Linked DNA regions of Mus musculus: region 2 is linked to region 1. The links are chromatin contacts, called in public Hi-C maps. All regions are on one chromosome and are shown on one strand. Each heading gives the region's core, a stretch centred on a gene start, on an enhancer-like site or on the middle of the called end of the contact. The rest is flanking DNA. Distances are from core to core; before and after follow the strand shown. Region 1 has its middle 3.5 kb from the start of Gm30458. Region 2 holds the start of Mnd1 (meiotic nuclear divisions 1).

The links. Hi-C and Micro-C count contacts between places; a contact is called where the count stands out from the background.
Region 2: a Hi-C map of Th1 cells shows a contact between it and region 1, with 2.7 times the contacts expected there. The contact joins the promoter of Mnd1 here to the enhancer-like site in region 1. A contact is called at or near these places in 12 of 39 promoter capture datasets (the 3T3-L1 cell line, 3T3-L1-derived adipocytes, the C10 cell line and 7 more), 2 of 15 datasets of contacts at CTCF or cohesin (CD8 T cells and large pre-B cells), 4 of 484 Hi-C or Micro-C datasets (CD8 T cells, Th1 cells, epidermal suprabasal cells and 1 more), 3 of 115 datasets of contacts at active chromatin or transcription factors (CD8 T cells, bone marrow-derived macrophages and memory CD8 T cells) and 3 of 9 other capture datasets (adipose tissue, liver and pancreatic islet).

The regions. Positions count from the first base shown.
Region 1 is chr3:84,062,824-84,067,487 of GRCm38.p6, forward strand. No RefSeq gene overlaps it. Among named protein-coding and RNA genes, the nearest start is that of Gm30458, 3.5 kb to the left of the region's middle. Within about 2 kb of position 3,253, at least 34 of the 459 cell types and tissues checked have an H3K27ac peak or open chromatin away from gene starts, as enhancers often do. A contact at or near this core is called in CD8 T cells, Th1 cells, memory CD8 T cells and 1 more, where this site is marked.
Region 2 is chr3:84,153,767-84,158,283 of GRCm38.p6, forward strand. It overlaps Mnd1 (meiotic nuclear divisions 1), which reads right to left and starts at 2,020. Exons shown (of 8, transcript NM_029797.3): 1 at 1,896-2,020. The coding sequence starts at 1,898.

The DNA.
Region 1 (4,664 bases), core at 2,003-4,502:
TTGCTAAGCATGGTGGCACATGCCTTTAATCCCAGCACTTGGGAGGCAGAGGCAGGTGGATTTCTGAGTTTGAGGAGTTCTTGTGTGTGTGTGTGTGTGTGTGTGTGTGTTTGTACACGTGGATGTACCTGCAGGTAGGGGTGTTGTGTGCATGTGTGTGTCTGTTTGTGTGTATGTACTTGTGATCCTGGGTGTCCTTGCAGGTGTGTGCATATGTGTGTGTACTTGTGCATGCTGGTGTGTATGTGTGCTACGTGTTCACATGTGCATGAACTTGTGCATGAGGAGTGTGAGTGTGCACTCCTGTCAAAGCCAGAGGTTGACATCGGATGTCTTCCTCTATCACTCACACCTTTACTTTATTCTGAGACAGGGTCTCTCAGTGAACCTAGAACTCATTGATTCAGCCAGGCTGACTGGCCAGCGAACTCAGGCATCTGCCTGTCTCTGCCTCCCAGGTCTGAGGTTACAGATGCACACAGACATTCTCGGCTTTCCCATGGGCTTTAGGGATCCGAGCTCAGATCCTTATTTTGCATAGCAAGTGCTCTACTGACTACAGCAACTCCCCAGTGCCCAACTCCTAACTCTTCACCTCTTCCTCTCCTCCAGGAACTTCGCAGATGGCTACCCCTGCCTGAATTAACAGACTTTCCCAGGGTCACACACCAGGCTGCACTGTGTTCAAGCCTTGCTTCACTCACCCTGCCAGTACTTCCCTTCCTCTGTCACCACTGGAAACTACCTAGATCATTAGCATCCCAGCATCCTCTTGAACAATGATAGCATTTCACAACTGCCATGGCTGGCTGCTTAGGCAAGCCTTTCCTTTGCTCTGTGTTGTGCTGTCCTCTGTGCCTAAGGACTTGTACAGACATTTCAAGGCCTGCTGATGAACACCCAGGTGAGCTGATTCTACAAAAGCATTCATATTGCTTACAGCTACAAATTTCTCAACTCCCAGAGAAACACTCCTGAATTCAAGAATGCCAGCTTACCTCTTACAGTGCCAGAAACACAAAGGACTTCTGAAATCGTGTCATCTCCACTTGCAAGGGCCTGCTGGGTTTAGATAATTTTTCTAAGAGAGAAAAAGGCATTGAAAGGGCAACTTATAAAGGAAGCCTTTAAACTGGGATGTGCTTTCAGCTCAGAGGGTGAGTTCATGACCGTCACAGCAGGAGCCCAGCAGCAAGCAAGCCAGCATGGTGATGGAGCAGTAGCTGAGAGCTTACATCTGATACACACTTTGTAGGTAGAGAGAGACAGAGTCAGAGACTGGGCCTGGCATGGACTTCAGAAACCTCAACAACACCCATCCTCAGTGACACACCTCCTCCAACAAGGCCACGCCTCCAAAGCCTTCCCAAATAGTTTCACAAGCTGGGGACCAAGCATTCAAACATCCAAGCCTGAGGGAACAATTCTCATCCAAACCACTACAGAACCTCAATTTCCATCCTTGTTTCTCTTCTCTGATATATCATCATCTCTCTGTCTCTTAGCTGATCAAATGAGGATCTCACCTCAAACTCTTTTTCTGACCCCAGATTCTTTCCTGGGCTTGATTTTACAGCTAACACAATGGCTCTCCCTGGGAAAGACAGGCTCCTCAAACTCAGAATACTCGGAATTGTTTCAATAACCCCTCCTTCCCACAACCTGATTCCCTTCTTATTTCTCCTATTTTGGCTTCTTGTACAATGTTCAAGCCCACAGTAGAAACCTAGTGACTTTAAACTCTTTCCATTCTCTTAATCTTAATAACAAGACTGAGTTTTCTCTTTAGTAACTGGCCTTCCTCTTTCCACTCACAGAATAGCTAATGGGAACCTCCAAATTCCCTTTTTGCAGTCTGCTGACGCTGGTACCATACATCCCTCTAAAATACAGATTGATCTTCGCTGTTTTAAGTTGCAGCAGAGCCTCTAAGGCTTTCTACACCAACTCTAGACCACAATTCTAGAGCACTGTGCTATTCCTAGCACTCTCTGCAGTGACCTCAAACACCAGGAATGAACTGTCTTCCCTGAAAATCCACTAAACCTTCCAATTCCATGTTCTTGCTGTGCTGATCTGTCTACATGCAGTAACTTGCCCATTTCTTTCTGATATTCACAATACAAAACAGTCACGATTAATATAAACATAGTTATGTGCTTCATTAAGCTTCCCTAAACTATATCTTTATCTATCTATCTATCTATCTATCTATCTATCTATCTATCTATCTATCTATCTATCTATCTATCTCACCAAGAACAGCACAGTGGTGAAGCTAGATAAGCATAGACTTCAATAATTGCACAAGTGGTGAGTGCCAGAGGCCTGATACCTTACCTGGTAAAGTCTTCTGCAGCTCTCAGAAGAAGTCAATATTCTTCTAAGGCAGATTTGCCTGTTCACTCGTCTGTATTGACCTAGGCAGAGTTCACTACTCTCTCTTCTATGTGTCCTTCAAATAGAATTCATTGCTCTTTTGCTTCCTTCCCTTCCTCTTGCCTTTTTGTAAATTATTTTTCTGGTGCTGGGGATGGAAACTAGGGCTGGCTTTGCTTATGTCGGGAAATGCCCTACCAGTGAGCTGTAAGGACCCCTCTGTACAGGGGTCATGTAGGGAGAGCGCATGAGCATCAGTAACCTGTAAGATGGTCCTGATGTTGGCCTTACTCCTGAGAGAGGGCCTGAGCATCAGTAAGTAGTAAGGTGGTCCTGATGGTGGCCTTGATACTTGAATGGTACTCTTGAGATGCTTGAATGACCTTGTTTCCGTTTAGTTTTCATGCATATTTTGGACATTTCTGAACAAACAGGCAAACCAGCAACAATCACTCAGGAATGTAAAATTGAATTTGCTCTGATAAATGTAGCTTAACAGAACCGCCCTCCCTCCCTTAACCATTGGGACATACTGTCTGAACCATGAAGAACCAGTTTGACTTCATCTGGACTGATTTTTAAGATGAGACCAGATAAAGCTAAGGTGGCAGAGAGATAGATGATAAAACTCAGAGGGTAGAAGTGAAGCCAGGGGCCACACCAGAACCTATGTTCTTCTCACACTGGTGTCTCTAATCCAGAGCCTCTTCTGGGAAACCCTGGGTGAGTTTTGTTTTAAGTAGTTTACAGACGCAACTACCAGATTTCAAAGCTCAAGTGATATAAATAACTTGGGGTGGGTTGACAGAAAACCCGTGAGAACCCCCACAGCAACTGTGTGGGCAAAGGCATCTCTTCACAGCAGAACGGAAATCACTTAGCAGAACAAAGTGCAGGATCAACCTAACCACGGTCCCAAGATGGTAAGAGACCAGAGAGGAGCAGAGAACTGGTAACACAAACACACACACACACACACACACACACACACACAGGTCTGGATTGCTCACTGTCAATATCAAAGTGAGGTTGTTGACTAAAGGGCTCCTAAGCATCATCCTTTGAATAAGACATATAAAAAGTAGAAAATAGAAAGTAATCTCAATGAACATTAAGATATTTTGAAATAACAGCAACAAAAAATGTCCTTTAACCACCAACAGTCTACCTGCAAATGGTAAATATTTTTATATTGTCTCTATACTGAAGCCCTAAGATCGAACCTATCCTATGTTAAGTATATGTTCTACTATACTTTCAGATACATATTTGTACATATTATGTATACATACCTTATATATACACTAAACGTGTACATGCATGTGTGTGTGTGTATGAATGCATTTGCCCACAGAAGAGGGTGCTGGAGCTGGAGTCACAGCTGATTGTGAGACACTCTATGTGGGCGCTGTGAACCCAACTCAAGTCCTCTTACGAGAACAGTACTCAATCTTACCTGAGCCATGTCTGACATCCCATAGTATTTTTTTTTTTTTGAGGCACGGTGTTATGTAACCCAGACTGACCTTAAACTCACAAGCCACAGGCCTCAGCCTTCAAAGTTGCTAGGATTACAAAAAGTTGCACACACAGGCACACACAAGAGAGACAGACAGACAGACACAGATACATATATACATCATGAAAGACAAGCAACAGCTAGCCCATTACCAAATGTTAAGTAATGACATTTGTAGAAAACGTATTTCAAAGCACCTAAAATATAAAATCCCCCTACTTTTGTAAATCTCTGGTACTATTCTTGGTTTCCCTAAAAAGCAAAGGTCTACTAAGAGGAGAAAAGGAGACTGTAGGACTTGGGTTTCCTCCCTCAGGACAGAGTGTTGGGGATAGAGCCCAAGCCCTTGTGTGTGCTAAGCAGCCATTCCACAACCCAGTGGCACTCTGAGCCCTAGACAGGTTTCAGACTGAAAGTGAGGGGCAGAGCCACAGACACAAACTGGTAATCAGTGACTATCTCTTGGCGACCTCCACACAGAATTTCATTCAAGGCTGGGGGAAAACAACCATATTGTTGGGCAGGTAAAACAAAGGTATCCCTCCTCACTTACCAGCCAAAGCATCTGGACTTAGCGTCTTGTCACTGAGATTAAAGAACTCCTCCCTAGCCGGGACAGTCCCAGGCACTCAGGAGACTGACCCAGGCAGAGAGATGGCTGAGCTCAGGGAGCCCAGAACTAGCTTGGGCAATACCTTGAAGTTTCATCTCAAACAACAATAAAACAAAAATGAAAACCAGGAAAACGGCCCAAGGGAGAGCGTAA
Region 2 (4,517 bases), core at 770-3,269, 90 kb after region 1:
TGTCTCTGATGAGGCCATGCATGTCAACAACACAGGTTCACTGGGGTCTTCACTCATTCAAGGCTTGCTCAGCTCCCTACATTAGGACTTAATCATGTGGCTAAATCAGGAGAAAACAGAGCCCACATCTGGGGTGACAAATCCTAATATTTTGGTATTATAAACAGTTTCTGGAAAGTTCTTTACAATCCCCCAGAGGCAAGCAACAAGGAGACTCTAATGTCCCGGGGAGCTCAGTTTCGGAACGCTCTTACTACCACAATATAAACATCATATAAACGCAGCTGAATTGGAGCATGACTTCCAGCATGATTTATCCCTGTGCCTTTTAGGAGTTCTTACTAATCACAGTTGGAAACATCCAAGGTCAGATTTAAAACAACTAATGTAAAATGGACATCATACTGACATTAGAGACTTCAGCAAGAAAGAAAAAGAACGCCAGGCGGTGGTGGCACACGCCTTTAATCCCAGCACTAGGGAGGCAGAGGCAGGCGGATCTGAGTTCAAAGCCAGCCTGGTCTACAGAGTGAGTTCCAGGACAGCCAGAGCTATACAGAGAAACCCTGTCTCGAAAAAACCAAAAAAAAAAAAAAAAAAAAAAAAAGAAAAGAAAAAGAAAAGAAAAAGAAAAGAAAGTCCTCAAAACTGGGGAGGGGTATTTCCTTGTGGTAAAACACAGATGCCTTCAGATTATGAAGGAGACGCAAAGCCATCTGGGGATTACAGGCCTACGTTTGTAATTGTTTACCTGCCAAAGCAAGCCAAATCGAAATAGTAATTCACATTCGGAAAGAGGTCAAAAGTTTAACTTTGACCAGACTAACAGTGAACTTTTTCCTGCTCATATATAAAACTAATAGCAATACCTGCGTGAAGAGTTAAGAGCCATTAAATCCCTTTGGCAGTAGGCAACTGCCCTATAAAGAGGGTTAAATAAGAGGGTGAGGCCGGCACATCAATAATTCCTAGTTCCTTTTAGTCGGGTACTTAAATTCTACAAAGAGAAACATGATAACACCAAACACTGGTAACACTGTTGTTTTGAATCTGGTCCTGGGCTCCTTGGGCCATTGCATGCCCAGGTGGCCCGTCTGTTAGTTTAACCACAAAGAAGCCGTTATCAGTTATAATTACAGCTGGGCAATTTTTTTTTTTTCAAATAAATGCCCAACGACCTGATCCTTGTCCACCCTGTGTGACGACCAAAATTAACTAAATTAAGATATTAAAATCTGGGGTCACTCTAGCGACTCGTTGATACTCTGTCGCCAAAAGTGGAAAGAATGACACAAAACTTTGAAGGTAGTTGAAAAAAAAAAACGATCCAAAGGGCAGAGAGTCATTAAGTCCGAATAGACAACGGCGATTGGTAGTAAACCAGGATTGGCCCGCAGAGAGCAGGGTGGGGTGGGGGGTGGGGGAGGCTGGGGTGGGGGGTGGGGCGTCCTACCCTGCCCTTAAAGGCGGGGGTGCGGGGTGGGGTGGGGGTGTCACTGCCATGATCTAAAGGCGGAGTGATCTGGGCGGCTCCTGTTAGCATACTAAGTACAGTGGTGGGGTGCAGCTGAAAAAGGGGAGCGCCGTGCCAAGCAAGTAAAAGGCCCCGGGTTCTAATTCCAGGAGAACCGAAGGGCACTGAACACTTCAGTGGCCAACTCCGCAGCGCGTGCGCCCTGGGGTTCTCGGTCGGGAGCCGCGGATCGGTCCAACTTGCGGGGCTTCTGGATTCGGTTCTAGAACGCTCCGGTTCGGAACCAGGGCGGCGCAGGCCGCCATCAGGGCTCGGGCGCAGCAGTGGGCGCGGGGCCAACCTCACAAGGCCTGGCCAGGCACAACCCCTGCTGCCGCGGCCCCGAAGCCCAGAGGTGCGCGCGTCGGAGCCTCGCTCTTACCATGCTGCGCGAGGCGGCCTCCCTGTTTGAGTCTGGCGCCAACAACCGCGTGGGGTGGGAAGGACCGGAGGAAGTGCAGGGGAGATGCAACGACCCCTGGCGGCCCTGGTAGGACTGCGGGACCCGAGGGAGGAGCCGAGCCTGGGCGGGGCTTGAGAAGATGGGCAGGGCGGTGAGGGGCGCGGCCTGAAATAATGGGCAGGTCCAGTAGGGGAGGAGCCTGAGATGGGCAGGGCCGGACTGAGACCAGATGGACCAGTCTGGGTTGGGCAGCCTGTAGGCAGAAAGGAAAAGTTGGGGCCTGGCGTGGGAGCTGGAGCAGGGAAGGCTTCTGTTCCCTTCCCGTGCCTCTGGGGTTGCAGAGTTGCTTACTACTTAAGTGTTCAATGTAGCTTTTAGTTTTCTTTTTAAAAGGCAACTTTTGAGTCTTCGCTTTTAAGTGTGTTCTTTTAGCTTAAAAAAAAAAATATGGGGCTTTGGCTGCAAGAAACGAGTACATTTAGAAAAGAAATTCTTTTTCTATTTTATTTTATTTTTGTCTTATTTAATTTTATTATTTGGCTTTTTTGGGACAAGGTTTCTCCGTGTAGCCTTGGCTGCCCTGGAGCTCTCTCTGTAAACCAAGCTGGCCTCGAACTCAGTGATTTGCTTGCTGCTGCTCCCTAAATGCTGGGATTAAAGGCGAGCACCAACCTCTAGCCTTAAAAAGTCCTCTGATACAGAGCGGTGAGAGTGTACAGAGTAGTGCAGGTGTTCTGCATTACAAATGAAACGTAAATATTCTAGTGCTGCTGACTGTCAGACCTTAATAAAGAGTATGTGGGAGCTTTCTAAATTATTTCTTGCAACTACTAGTGAATCTGTCTCTCAAAGTTTCACTAAAACCTTTATTTTATAAGATAGGATAAACGTGATTAGCAAAAATCATCCAAAGCATTTACAAAGGAGAGCAATAGTCGGGGATGGGGGTGAGTATGTATCCAAACCTGCTTGCCATGCTCATACCCTGACAACAGGCATATAGCAGAGATGTTCCTGTCAATTATGTGACACAGAGTTTTCATCACATCCACTTTATTAACGCTTTTCTAGAGTTCTTAATTTGCTCTTTATCACAGTTACTTTTTTAAGTTTTTTTTTCAATCCTAGGTTTTCAGGACAGGGCTTCCTGACAGCAAGTCTCTCTCTCTCTCTCTCTCTCTCTCTCTCTCTCTCTCTCTCTCTCTCTCTCTCTCTCCCTTCCCCCTCCTCCTCTTCCTATGTTATTATTATTATTACAATAAAAATAAGTTTATCCAATCAAGTAACAACTATACAAATGCAAGCAATTTTAGTCATTTTCTTTTTGGTCAACCTATATTAGACCTGAAATCTTTACTGAAAGTTCCCAGGTGATGGTGAAGTGTGGTTGGTTGCTCATCTATGCACATAATTTATGTGTTTTAAAGACTGAGGTCAAAGCACAGAGTCAGTCAAATACTTGAGCAAAAAGTCAACCAATTAGAGCTTCTGTTGTACGGTGAACAGACCAGCTGAGAAGTAAAATGAGCTGTGTCAGTCCCTAGAGGCGTGTGGGCTTATGGAAAGAAACAATCTGAGTGCTGTGTGCTCAGCAGGGTGGGTTAGCCGGGGAACCTTGTCTCTAGAAGGCAAGCAGTTTGCTTTATAATCATCTCGCAAATACCTTTTAAATCCATGCTTTAAAGGAACTGGAATCATTCCTAGCTACTTAAAATACAAACTCTTATGAATGAGCCACAAACATCTTTCCCCAACCTTTCAGACTGTGAGCTCTGAGTCTTGTATGCCGTGGGAGGGAATAGCTGAACAGTTAACTACTTTAAAAGCAAGAGTTTCATCTGCAGAAGATGAGAGGTATCATCTTGTCAAAGATGGGGAACCTTCAGAGCTAACTAGCAGGCTACAATCTGGCAGTCTGTCATATTTCAGCCAAACAGGCCCCAGCCAGTTCTCAGACGGAGTGATGTTTCCTTTCTCTTCTCAGTGGTGTTCTTGTCCCCTATGTGGGTGGGTCTGATTTTGTTCCCGATCATTCTGACAGCTAGCATGCCCACACACTTACTCTTGTTTACCTGGTGTCCCCAATCCCCAGGATGTCACCTGTCAATGATGGCTTCCAACCACTCAGCAGCTGGTGGTGCTGGAAGAATGTTGCCATGCTAGTGGAACAGTGGCTGGGGGGACTGGGACCCCAGTGACTCCAGAGTCTACTAGGCTTCTCCCACTCTAGCTTCTAGCACCCCTAGTAGTCTAGAATCTCCTGGAAGCAAGATCCAGGGTCTCTTTGACTCTACTTCCCCAGGGCTGCGGTCACAAACACACCACCATGTCCAACACTTCATATACATTTTCGGGATGGAATTCAGGTCTTCACACCAACAAAGCAAGCCCTTTACTGAGCTGTAAGTGGTGGAGTGAATAGGTATGGCTCCCATCAACCCTGTGACTGAATGCTTGGCCCATAGGGAGTTGCACTATTTTGTGGATGTGGTCTTGTTGGAGGAAGTGTGTCACTATGGAGGTGGGCTTTGAAGTCTCATACATGTTCAAGCTACATCTAGTGTGACACATAGTCTTTTCCTGCTGCCTCCAGCTCAAGAT